2 separate regions of the Mus musculus genome follow, and region 1 is linked to region 2. Evidence: chromatin contacts called from public Hi-C data. All regions are on one chromosome and are shown on one strand. Each heading gives the region's core, a stretch centred on a gene start, on an enhancer-like site or on the middle of the called end of the contact. The rest is flanking DNA. Distances are from core to core; before and after follow the strand shown.

What was found. A called contact is a pair of places that touch in the nucleus more often than the background predicts.
Region 1: a Hi-C map of liver shows a contact between it and region 2, with 3 times the contacts expected there. The contact joins the promoter of Chic1 here to the promoter of Cdx4 in region 2. A contact is called at or near these places in 12 of 39 promoter capture datasets (the 3T3-L1 cell line, 3T3-L1-derived adipocytes, the SN4741 cell line and 7 more), 1 of 15 datasets of contacts at CTCF or cohesin (CD8 T cells), 14 of 484 Hi-C or Micro-C datasets (cortical neurons, embryonic fibroblasts, embryonic stem cells and 6 more), 7 of 115 datasets of contacts at active chromatin or transcription factors (CD8 T cells, embryonic fibroblasts and embryonic stem cells) and 4 of 9 other capture datasets (adipose tissue, embryonic stem cells, liver and 1 more).

What each region holds. Positions count from the first base shown.
Region 1 is chrX:103,354,460-103,361,254 of GRCm38.p6, forward strand. It overlaps Chic1 (cysteine-rich hydrophobic domain 1), which reads left to right and starts at 2,017. Exons shown (of 6, transcript NM_009767.2): 1 at 2,017-2,430. The coding sequence starts at 2,126.
Region 2 is chrX:103,318,793-103,325,446 of GRCm38.p6, forward strand. Cdx4 (caudal type homeobox 4) reads left to right here and starts at 2,606. Exons shown (of 3, transcript NM_007674.3): 1 at 2,606-3,263. The coding sequence starts at 2,768.

The sequences.
Region 1 (6,795 bases), core at 767-3,266, 35 kb after region 2:
TTGGGTCTAAGGTCATTCAATCTTGCTGTTGATATATGTTTCAAAGCACCAGGAAAGCCAACAATTATTATGGAATATTTTAAGATTCTTTCTTTTATCCTAATCTCTAGCTAAAGAAAAGCTCTTTATGCAACAAAATGCTACATTTATTCCTTATAGAAAATGTTACAGCTTACTTTTCAATTCCAAAATAGCCAAGCTATTGAATATAGTGGAAACATTTAATATTAATAACGCCAATTCCTTGATATTTTGAACAATCTCTCTTATAACAGATTACTCCCCTCCTCATATGCCCAAATATTTTGCTTATTACCACTATTCTGCTGATACCAGGCTCATTCTAAACCCCCAGTTCTGTCAGAATGGATGCTCTACTACATCTGAAGGAGAAGAAAAGCTGGTATTAGTATAGAGGACCTCAATATTTATTCTATTACAGAGGAGCTGCACAACTTTATAGTCTTAATTGCAAAATTCGGTGCCACTGACAGATATGAACCAGTTGGTGCATTACCTAGTAACTCAAAATAGGTAATCTATGTATTTTAGCAATGTAAAGATGAGGTAGAATGTTTGAATGGGAAAAAAAAGAGAGCAAGTCACTACCGACCTGAATGAATTGTTTAAATTTTCTGATATTCAACTCTTCCTCTTTTTTAATGATTTTTTTAACTTCATGTACATCAGTGTTTTGCCTACAGGTATGCCTATGTAAGGGTGTCAGATCCCTGGAGAAACTGGAGTTACAGACACTTGTGAGCAGGCATGTGGGTGCTGGGAATTGAACCAGGCCCCTCTGGAAAAGCCAGTGCTTCTGATGAGCCATCTCTCCAGCCCATCAGTTCTTCATCTATAAAAGACATATAAAGATGCCTACCTCACAAGAGTGTTTGAATTACATGAGCTATGGTATTTGAAAGAATACAGCTTGGAATCTATAGAATGGGTGACGTTAATTAATGTGTCTCTAAACTGGCATACCCTCTGCTGCACACTCTACAGCTCCTCTTCTCCAACCCCAGTCTCTCTCTCTCTCTCTCTCTCTCTCCCTTCTCTCTCTCTCTCTCTCTCTCTCTCTCTTTCTCCCTCCCTCTCTCCCTCCCTCCCTCCCTTCCCAGAAGGGTTTCTCTTTTTCTCTTTGTAACCCTAGCTGTCCTAGAATGAGCTCTGTAAGCTAGGCTCAAAAGATTCTCCTGCTTCTGCCTCCCAAATGCTGGGCTTAGAGGTATGTGCCACTATGCCGGCTTCAGAACACCCATTGCAAACCTGTGTATCCTTATTTATAAGAACCAACCAAAATGCACCACTTCGCCCATTCTTTCCAATCAACTTTAGGCACCATGGCTGTTTGGCTAAAAGAACAGAGCTTTGGGAGTCAGACGAGACTCTGGATTTAAAAGCTCATTGTCATTTATTAGTTCCATGTCTTTGGACAAATTATTTATTCTCTTTGTATATAGATTGCCCTTGTGTGATATGAGACTCAATGTGGTACACCCCTCATAGGGTTGTGGGGAGATTAAATGAGATAAGTACACAGAGCACTTAGCACAGTCTATGATGCTTAGCAAGTCCGCAAAGTACCATTCAACGTAAGAAATTAATAGAAAGTTTCCTCCTTTGAAAAATGTTTACCCTTTTCTCAGAATTGAACAATCTCTGCGTAAGGGAATGACATATGCGTACCTTGAGATATTTTGGGCAATGTCCTAAACTCTCTTTTATAGAATTTGCTTTACCTCAACTGTCTGCATAAAGGCAAATATATCCCGCATTAATTAACAGACACTAAAACGAGAACGTCCCCTGTGTACAAGAGACTGACGTCCGAAACGCAGTATGAAGATCAGCACCCGCAGACCGGACCTCGAGAATTCCCTGGAGTTCACCTCTACCGGCCCCCTCCCCTTGGAGGCGCGCAAGCGTACACCGAATTTACTCCCTGGTCCCTCATGCCCCCGCCTCCAACCCCCGCGCCATCTACCCAACACGCAGGCGCGTCTCCTCAAGCGCTTTCCCCGCCCCCTCCTCTTTCTCTTCAGTCTGTTCCCCCTCCTCTCCCAGCAGCTCCGCAGGTTCAAACTCTTCTCCGGGAGAGTGGCGGCTATCGTGCGGTCACGTGATGAGCATCCTGCTGCCCAACATGGCGGAGTTCGACACCATCTCGGAATTGGAGGAAGAAGAAGAGGCAGCAACATCGTCGTCGTCTCCATCGTCGTCTCCGTCGTCGTCGTCGTCGTCGTCGGTATCTGGGCCCGATGAGGACGAGGAAGATGAGGAGGAGGAAGAAGAGGAGGATGAAGAGGAGGAGGACGAGGAAGAAGAGGAGGAGGAGGTGCCGCCCCCGCCTCGGGTAGTGAGCGAGGAGCATCTGCGGAGATATGCCCCAGACCCTGTGTTGGTGCGCGGCGCCGGCCACATCACTGTGTAAGCGATTGGGGTCGGGGGCTTGCAGAGGCTGAGATTTGACGACAAACCGAATGAGAAGGGCATTGAGGGGCCTGCGGAGTGGGGGGAGGGCTGACTAAAGCGTACTCTTAGCAAAGGGCACCTGGTCAAAATGGCAAAACCGCAGGTTGAATAGGTATCGTGTAAAAGAAGGGGGTGGGAGATAACGCTGCATCGACCCTGAGGAAAGAGTGAGCATAGGACATGGAGTTGCAGGGTAGGGAGCCAGAGAGACTGAAGTAGGGGCGATCTGCTCGTTCGTGCGCTGGCAAGTGAATAGTCTCTAAACTGCAGGATGTACTAGACTTCTCTGCTGCCAAGATTGATGGCTAGTGGAAAACGGCGACTGCTGTGGCAGGTGACATGATCTAGGTTTGGGTTCTTCAAAAACAAAACAAAACAAAAATGTGATGCATTTTGTGAATAATATAAGTATTCATCCACCCACATATTTGTCCATCCATTCTTCCTACCTAATGAATGAATATCGTCATCCTTTCTCTGTTGAACGCACTACTCTGACGTTCCTTTAATATCATATCCTTAGAGTTTCAGGTTAATAGGAACCTATGCAAAGTAGAAAGAGCAATGGATACAGAGTGAGAGATCTTGGTTGCTAAATCTCAGTTTCCCTTCTTACTGGCACTGTGACCTTGGTCAGTTGATTCTTACTTCCAGGCCTTGGGTTCCTCATCTCCAAAATGAAGGGTTCTGAGTGCGTGGTTTCTAACCCCCTTTGGCTCTGAAATAATTTAAGATGTCTACAGGGAATCGTGTATGTCCAGACATTAAATATACAAATATTAAGTATATTAAGTATATAGAAATTAGCCCTTAATGAATTGAGTTTAATTTCTTTAAAACTCAACCCAGATGACTTCTTTTACATTGAATCCTATGTCATATTTAAGGAAATAAAGTGTGCAAGGACTTCTTATCATCTTTGTTGCACAGTAAGAAAAAAATTGATCACTGGGCTTTGAAGAGTGCTTCCTCATTTTTATTGCTTGGATTGCACATACTTGAGAGTTTGAATATGGTGTCGTGTTCATGCTCTTGACTGTGGTGTCTTTTACTGCATTTTCAAACTATATTTGCGCCTTCCTATCAAGTCACACTCTCTTTAATTTTTATCATGGCTCACATAGTCCCTTTGACTCAATTGAGTGCTAGTACGAAATCATCCAGTGTGTACGCTATCTCTTAATTTTTAACATGTTAACTATTTTGACTGTAATACACCTTTTAAATCATTGAATGTATGTATTACCAAATGTTTGTCAATTGTGGAAGGCTTTGGAGGTGACTTTTGGGCCTTATTTTTTATTAGGTAATTTGAAGACAGTTTTTTTTCTTAGTCCAAGATTTTTGCAGATAACCTGTAATGTTCAGGTGCCAACTTCCTGCACCATTTTCCTTCCATTTCTTTTGTCACTAGGGAGACCATTATTCAAACTAATTATGATTCTGGTATCCAGGCTTCTTTTTTGTTTTGTTTTGTTTTGTTTTTCATTCCATGAAATTCTAAAATACTATCATGCCCACCACACTTGCTGTCTCGTTTTCCAGACTTTTTATGCAGATAATTTTCCATGACTAGACAAAGAAAAGGTATTTTCTATCCTGACCCATAATTTTATCTTCCAACTCCCCCCATTATTTTCTACAATTCAAGCAATGATTACATAGCAAGGAAGCATAATTTAAGTTCTCTAAAACTTCTTTGTGGCTCCATTCTATTTTCCACACAACCAATTTCCTTGTTCTCATTTAAAACAGAGCTCTGAGGTTTGCTGTGGCTAGCCTCTTATAGGTATAATTTTCTGCTATCACCACACACACACACACACACACACACACACACACACACAGTTTTAAAATTCTGGAGTTAGGTGTAAAGGAATGGCACTAATAGCATCTTAGTGTTAATTATTTGAAGAAAACTCTGAAAAGTGTAAGCCAGTCTTAAATTACTAAACATGAAAATTGTTTAGCTTTATTGTACACATTTTCTCATTTAGGAAGAACATTTAATGCTAAATATCTAACATTTTTAAGAAGAAGATTAAATGTTTAGAAGCCAGACATGGTGAAGCCTGTGATACCATCATTTGGTAGATTAAAACAGGGAGAGTGTCATGAGTTCAAGGCCAAACTGGAACACATGAGTTCCAGGCCGGCATGGGCTACAGAGTGAGACCCTGTTGTTAGTAAAATGTTTGTTTGGTATCAGAAACATGAACTATAATAACAGAACATCCCATCTGTCAAATGAAGCAAAATCCTTAACAAATAATCTTAAACTAATACATCTAAAATACCAATTTTTGTTTCATTTTTTTTCTGGCATAGGCATGTGTTGATTACCCTAAACTATATGTTATATTGGTTTTCTTTGGTTTTGTGGTGATGAAACTCAAACTACAGCATTGTGCATCCAGGCAAATGCTGTATCTCTGAGCTACAACCCTGGCCCTGTACCAATGTGAGTGAACTATTTCTTCTTCTCCTGTATACTGGCCTTTTTCTATCCTCTGTTCAGTCTTCATCTATAGAAGATTTGCTTCTATTCAAAGTTTAAAAATTGAGGTGTTGCCATCAACTGGATTTTTAAAAAAGACGGAAGTATTTTGTAGCTTTTTACCATGACTAGGAGATAAATATTTAAGATAGTATGTTTAACCTGATTGTAACTCAGTGTATCTTACACTCAACATTTTGTTTTGTTTTGTTTTGTTTTGTTTTGTTTTGTTTTTGAGACAGGGTTTCTCTGTATAGCCCTGGCTGTTCTGGAACTCACTTTGTAGACCAGGCTGGCCTCAAACTCAGAAATCCACCTGCCTCTGCCTCCCGAGTGCTGGGATCAAAGGTGTGCGCCACCACACCCGGCTAACATTTTTCCCCCCAAATGGGTTGTATTTCTAGTTGCCACATTTATAGTGGTAACACCAAAATTCTACTCTCCCAGGGTAATATCTGAAATCTTTGAGTCATTTTGATTCTTCTCCTTGAATTGCCCTATATCCAGTTTTCCCAGAATTGTATCATCATATATTTGGAAATTTGTTAAGATTTTTCATTTTCTCTATTCCTATTTGGCAATACTCTTGCTTGAGTTGCCATCCCCTTCTTGAATTATAGGCACAGCCTGCTGCCTCTCCCCGCTTCATTGTGTATGCTTGTGCCAAACTAATTTTCTTAAAATTCCATTTAATCGTGTCCTGTACAGCTACAAATCTGCATTGGCTCTTTATTAGATCTGAGTTTTCCCAACATTGCAATTCAAGGAGTTCCTTACCTAAAACTCATCTCTTCTGCTTTTCATACCCTTCTCTTCTAGCCTCCACCCAAGGTCTTTGTTCCGTGTTAGCCCCTGGCTCCAATAGTGCTTTACTTTGATTCTCCTTAGAATCTAGTCTAGATTGTCCTGTAATTTTATTCAATCCTTCTATGACAAAAACCTTCTGATACCCACATCCCTTTTACCTGCCCTCTAATCTCTCTTCACCAAATTTCTTTAAAGTACATACATATGCCATAGATACTTCCTCTCGGCTGGGTTCTGCCACCTTAACTGTGAAGAATCTGGCCTCAATCGAGATCACTATGATCAGACATTGGTAGTATGTATAGTTTTATAATAGAGTGCTTGCCCGGTGTATATTTTTCATTCACAGTCTTCTTCCTTTCTTGCTTCTTAAATACCAGTGATCTTCAGGATTTTGTGCTTAGTCCTCTACTTTTACTGTCTACACATCTTAAATGGTCTCTTCTTGCTTCTTGTGATCTAGTAATCCAGTGTTTCCAAATGTGTATCTCTGTACCAGACACTACTGAGGCTTTTACCTGGACTACTTCACTCTCATGTGCCTTTTTGTTCTTTATTCTCCGTTTCAGTTGAGTGTGTATCTCTTGTTACCTCCCTTTTCTTCTCATGTTTCCCAAAGTGAAGCATCAAAAAATGATTGATATAGGACTTAGATTTGCTTATATTCTTCTCCAGTGCCACTTCTCCGATTCAGGCCTCTTTTTCTACCCTAACTAGTTGTCTTACCTCTATCCTTGTCACGCTAACATCTGTCCTTCAGCCTGTTACTTGATTAAAATACCAAAAGTACAGAGCTAAATGAACTGCTGTCCTGATTAAGCTTAGTCTAGTTTCTCCTTCCTTGTCAGGATAGAGTCCAAGCTCTGGAACATGGCATCCAAAACTGGATCTAACCTGTCTCTGTCATCTTTTTCTATTTCCTTTGTTGCTTGGATGCTACTTATCATAACCTGCTATATCCTTTTTTGAAGATTTATTTATTTATTATGAGTACACCGTAGCTGTCTTCCGACACA
Region 2 (6,654 bases), core at 1,356-3,855:
GCCACCTGTGACTCCAGCTTCAGAAGCATCAAGCCAGCTCTGGCCTCAAGTACCTGCACTCAACACACACACATGTACTCATACACATGCACTTAAAAGCAATAAAAGTAAATTGTAAAAGAGAGAGAATACAAAGTTGGGTAGGTAAGGAGGAGGTGGGGTGATCTGGAAGAAGAGGAAGGAAGGGATGAATATGATGAAAAGGCACTGTATGAAATTCTCAAAGAATTAATGAAAATGTTTTTAAAAGCTCTATGTGTCTTCATAGATGAGAGCTGGCAAGAGCGAAATGAGCAAGTGTCATTGTGGTGGACCTGCAGGGGACCCTGCATCACCTACAATGAAGACAATGGTGTCATCAAGATCTTCGTTTAAAAAAAAAATCCTTGGAATTGCTCTGCTTAATGTGAGCAGACTGCTCCTGCTCCTGGTGGACATGGGAGAGCTACATTTGTACTTACAGTGCTTTCTGGAAGTTAGGTGAATTATTTGCCACTTGGTTTAAAACTGTTTTCCTCAAGAATAATGATAGATTTCCCATGTACAAGAAGATCAGTACAGACCTCAGCAGAATCTTGAGAAGTCCAGAGAGCCAAAGAGCCCTGCAAACAACACACACTGATTCATCAGACTCCTGAACAAGAATCTACTAAGAACCTGGGAATCTTATTGAACTAAACCCACACACAAGGACCCCGCAACAGAACACAGTCCTCACTAAGCCAGACAAAGTCTGGGTGAAGAAAGTAGGGGCCTCAACAAAAGCAAATCAGATGGGGAGAGGGCTGTAAAGAAGAGGCTGAGAAGAAAGAGATGCAAAAGGGTGCAAAGAATGGGGTTCAAAGAGGGGGTGCAGGGGAAGGCAGTACAGAGAGGGGTGCAAAGAAGAATACAGAAATGGTGGTACATAGATGAGCAAGAGAAGGGGTGTAAGGAAGGCTCTGCAGAGAAAGAGTGCAGAGTATGCGGCTCAGAGCAAGGGCCACAGGCCAAGAAAGGTAAAAAGGAAAGAAGGAAAAGCTGCAACTACCAATAACCCAGTCACTGAAAAGAAACCAGCCAGGAAAAAGAAGTCTACCAAAGGGAGTGGAGTATGGGAGCAGGTTGCACAAACTATTAAAATGTGTACTATGTCATAAGGGTCAAATAATTGGTGACAACTTATTTGAATAAAGACCTGATCAAGAATGCTATCAAAAACTGTATTCAGATCCAGGCATGGTGGTGCACACCTTTAATCCCAGCACTCGGGAGGTAGAGGCAGGCAGATTTCTGAGTTTGAGGCCAGCCTGGTCTACAGAGTGAGTTCCAGGACAGCCAGGGCTACACAGAGAAACCCTGTCTGGAAAACATCACCACCAACAACAACAACAAAAAAACTGTATTCAGTGAATGAGTATAGCAGTCAAGCTGGTTACAGGTGTCATCTTTGAGAATCCTGCTTTATAATGCAGATGCAGTCAGGGCTTCTCTCTCTTTTTTTTTTTAATTTATTTATTATATGTAAGTACACTGTAGCTATCTTCAGACACTCCAGAAGAGGCATCAGATTTCTTTACGGATGGTTGTGAGCCACCATGTGGTTGCTGGGATTTGAACTCAGGACCTTCGGAAGAGCAGTCGGCGCTCTTAACCACTGAGCTATCTCGCCGGCCCCGGGGCTCCTCTTTTTAAATGGGTGACTGTGTCTGGGATATAGGTGGTGGAGTGCTTACCTAGTTCATACTTTTGGAAGGAAATTGCAAGTCTGCTGTAGCTGCCATGGATTTCAAACTCCATGAGTTCCTGTCCTTTAGGGCACTGACTTTGAAGAAGACAGACGGAAACTAATACATTACTATGAAGTTCAGAGTATGCACTACCCACTTGCGCTCTCTCCCCTTTTCATGGCTCCTTCTTCTTCTTCTTCTTCTTCTTCTTCTTCTTCTTCTTCTTCTTCTTCTTCTTCTTCTTCTTCTTCATCTCCTCCTTCTCCTTCTTTAATGTGTGCATATTTGTTAGCATCTAATTAGGTAACCTTCCATCCAACTGGAATCTAACTTTAGGAAGCTAGAAGTATATGTCAGTGCTGTTTCCCAGTGCCTACAACAATTCCTGACCCACTATGGATACTGAATATACATTTGTGAAACAAATATCTATCTGTCCAGAGAAACAAAGCCCTCTCCTTGTGTGTGAGAGAAGGGAAAATCCTTGCCAGTGGCATGATGGGCCAGTAACAGCTGGAAAGTCCATACAGGAGAGTATGGGCAGAGGGGAAAACCTGGAGAGCAAGCTGGGCTCTGGAAGATCAGGGAAAGGCAGGCCTCAGTGAAAGGAAGCAAGACTTTGCGCTTCTCAGTCTCATTTTGAAGAAGCCAATGAGAAATTTCTTGAGGAACAACTGCCTCCAAAAGCGCAAAAGTGGTGCTACGAAACCAGAAGAGTCCCTGAAGTGGCGCTGATGGGCTAGGAGCTAGGGGGAGAAGGTGTTTGGAGTGAACAAGAAGACGTTAAGTGGCCCTTCATTTGAATGCAAATGCTATGTAAAAGCTTGAAGCCCCTTGACGTCAGCCCAGCCTTTGGTAACCCTCCTATGGCTCACTACCAGTCACCTGGAAATTTAGGGTAGGAAAGGAAGGATGGAGTAGTCCGAGCCGCGCAGAGGAGCTAGCAGCGCTACTAGTGCTGACCGTTGATAGTCTCTTGCGTCTCAAACTCGGGTTGGCGCTAAGTTTACAGGGACCTCAGGATGGCTTAAGGGGCAACTTCTTCTATCCAAGTCACCATGTATGGAAGCTGCCTTTTAGAAAAAGAAGCGGGCATGTACCCAGGCACTCTCAGGAGCCCTGGAGGAAGCAGTACAGCCGGAGTGGGCACCTCTGGGGGCAGTGGTAGTCCTCTGCCTGCCTCCAACTTTACTGCAGCCCCAGTTTACCCACACTACGTGGGTTACCCTCATATGTCCAACATGGATCCTCACGGGCCTTCGCTGGGAGCCTGGAGCTCACCCTACAGTCCGCCCCGGGAAGACTGGAGTACATACCCTGGGCCGCCCAGTACAATGGGCACAGTGCCCATGAATGACATGACCTCCCCAGTTTTCGGATCCCCAGACTACAGCACTCTGGGCCCCACCAGCGGTGCAAGCAACGGCGGTAGCTTGCCAGACGCGGCCAGCGAGTCACTGGTTTCTCTTGACTCCGGCACCTCAGGCGCCACTTCTCCCAGCAGGAGCCGTCACAGCCCCTACGCATGGATGCGCAAAACTGTGCAGGTGACGGGTGAGTAATCCATCGTTCCGCTGTTTCTTCTCTTCTCTACCCTTGGTCCGCTACCCTCTTACTCTTCACTCTACGTCCCCGTAGGAGAGTTCAACTAAGCAGCCCACAGCGTAGCTGGCTGATGGGATCAGTAGTTCCCTCCTTTGCGCCTAGGTTCAAAGCCGGTTAAAAGTAGCGCTTGGAACTAAACCTCTCCTGGGGGTTGTTGAGGTGGGTTTGTTTGTTTGTTTGTTTGTTTAGGTGGTTGGTTGGTTGGGTTTTGGTTTGGTTTGGCTTTACCCTTTCCAGATAAGTCAAGGGAGTAAGGGTATGGACAGTGTTCCTGATGAACCACAAGGATCGGGATCCAATCCTGTCGTTGTCCGGAGGGAAAAAACCAGAAGCACATCATGATGAACAGGGTGAAGGACAGCTAAGGTTGTCATGGTGCTTGCCGGTTTTATCTCCAAATCTTTCCCTACCGCGGTATGCAGCCTCGCTGAAAACTTGTGATGCTCAACTTAGTAGGTGCTTAGCTGGCAACCGACGGCCGAGCCTAAGAAGGCTTCCAAGGCAAAAAACGGCCCTCGATACAAGATGCCTAAGGAAGCTACATCTTCCGTCGCCCAAATTAGAAATGTCTTGAAGCCTATTCCAATGTCCCTACCAACCGAAGGAAGCGTTAAGGTGAACAAGGTTACAGAACTGAGCTGTCATTTCATAGGACACAATCCTTACATCCGCCAGGCACACAACCCAACTGTTCCAAGTATTATTATCTCCCCCCCCCCACCCCCGCCACTAAGTGCCTAAAGCTCTCATAGCTATTTCAGCAGGTGGCCACAAATGCAGAAGCAGAATGCAAGTCTGCGACAGCGTCAAAACACTAAAAGGTGTAAGGACCCCAGTTTAAGGTCTAATGTCGCTGACCAATAAGCCCTGGCGGGCAACTGGGAGCAGCTAGCTGGTGGGGAGGGAGGCGCGAGCTTAGAGGAAATGAAGACTCCACTGTAATTCTTAGACTGGGAGCCAGTGACATGTTTGTTTACAGCTGTGGTTGTTCTCTTAACATTTTCTTATTATTCCAATACTTGTTCCCTGTCATTAGAGGACATTAGTGACATTTGTCTATCACATTCACCCCTCTGGGGAGGCAATGATATTTCAATAGTATTTGTCCATGTGTTTTCCCTTCTCGCTCTTCCAAAAAGCAAAGGTGAAAGGATAGGGAGGTAACATTTTTTTACCTTTAGGAGAATTTTCAGCCAGAAGGAGGAAGCTCCAGTTTTATAACTAGGGTAGAGATCCCAAGTTAAAAGTAACACTTAAGAACTTATATTAAGAAGAAAATATGGATAAGTCATGTAACTTTAAAAAATAATAATAAGGCTAGGGTAGGGCATTCATCCCCAGAACTGTTGTTACATCTAATCTTCAGGGTAAAAATAACATCCATTCACTAAAACCTAAGAATAAGCAAAATACATATTTTAAAAAGGACATAAAAATACCTACTGTCTAGGATTGTCCTTTGAAATACTGTAGGGGGAAATGTCACTAGCACATTTTTTAGAATGGAAAACAATGTGAGGAAAATGACACAATAAGAAAATTCAGTTGTGACGATTTGTCTTTGTGTTGCTGAGGGGAAACATGACAGTTTTCTCTGTTTTGCTTTAAGTCTTCCATATATATCTCAGAGCCTTCTTTGGGTAATTCTGATGCCAAGAGAAGTTGAGAAGGGATCCCCCCATCTACTCTGTGTTACTTCCTCTCTTCCATGTTTAGTAGAAGCTCAAAACTGAGAATGAGGTTATAGCTCCTTGGACTCTTGGCAACTTGTCCTATAGGCAAAGTTTTGTTAACATCAACATTTGTTTCATTTGAATTCCTTGTAAGTTAATACCATCCTTTTGCATATTCTTATAGTTCAGGTTGTTATTCATCAACAGTTTAAGATGAGAGCACCCCACACATATAAGTGATACTTTTCATAAGTTCTGGAAATTCTAGACTCACTGAATATCTTTCATGATATTGGGCCTTAAACTCCACAAAAATCAATGTCATCACCCCATTGAACACTCCAAACCAAAGTATACCCCTTTATATTAGCAAGGGAGCAGATGTTAAAGGTCTGTTAAGTGAACGGACAAGTCAGAGCTTCCTAAGCTTTCTCCTCACCTCCTACCATTGCACATGGACATAGCGTTTAGGGCTGAGAGAGAGAGAGAGAGAGAAAAATCTGTGGACAACAGACTGGATTAAAGCAATAACCCTTCCCTGAATTAAAGCAATCCCATTAAAGCTTTGTTTCTCTTTTTTTCATTAATGAAGATAATTGAAACAGACTTAAGTTAAAGTGTGTGTGTGAGTGTGTGTGTGTGAGTGTGTGTGTGTGTGTGTGTGTGTGTGTGTGTGTAGCACTCATTACAGCTGTGATTTCTCTCTTTTTTTCGCTTTTTTTTATTAGATATTTTCTTTATTTACATTTCAAGTGCTATCCCAAAAGTTCCCTATACCCTCCCTGAGCCCTGCTCCCCTACCCACCCACTCCCACTTCTTGGCCCTGGCGTTCCCCTGTACTGAGGCATATATAAAGTTTGCATGTCCAATGGGCTTCTCTTCCCAGTGATGGCCGATTAGGTCATCTTCTGCTACACATGCAGCTAGAGACATGAGCTCTGGGGGTACTGGTTAGTTCATAATGTTGTTCCACCTATAGGGTTGCAGATCCCTTCAGCTCCTCAGGTGTGATTTCTAAAGCATGGAGATAGACATGTAGAATAAACCTATTCTAAGCACATGCCACTATACGCAATCTATCTTATCCAAACATTTCTACAAATGTTAATATTTTCAAGCAGTCTCACATTTTAAACAATGCCAGTGTACGAGAACAAGTCGTTTTCCACTGTTTTCTTTAGTACAGAACTAAAGCCCTATATGAGTATTGGCCAAGCTGCATGCTTAGCACAGCTGGAAAGAGGCTTCCCTGTTTACAAAAGGAAAGGAAGTCATTTGAGCAATTCTATTTAAACCACTGGCCACTAAGGAAATACTTTAAAAGTTGTATTCAGTTAGGATACTTCATAAACTGAACTGCTTAATAATCCTTGAGGCCTTGGTCATTGTCTTCCTTGGTTTTTCATATTTTGTTAGACAACTTTAAAAGTGAGTTTGGATGTGATTTTTAGTTAAAAAGCAGTAAAGGATTGCCATTAGGTGAAAAGTCATCACGGTGGTACTGTCTCCATCGTTGTTTTGTTTTGTTTTGTTTTGTTTTCTTTTGTTTTGTTTTGTTTCTGTTCTCATCACCATTGTGGTCCTGAGGCTTCATATGGGCTTTTCTGCCTAATATTTCTTTGGCTGCTAGTCTCTCCACAGAACACCATTTCAACCACATTTATGG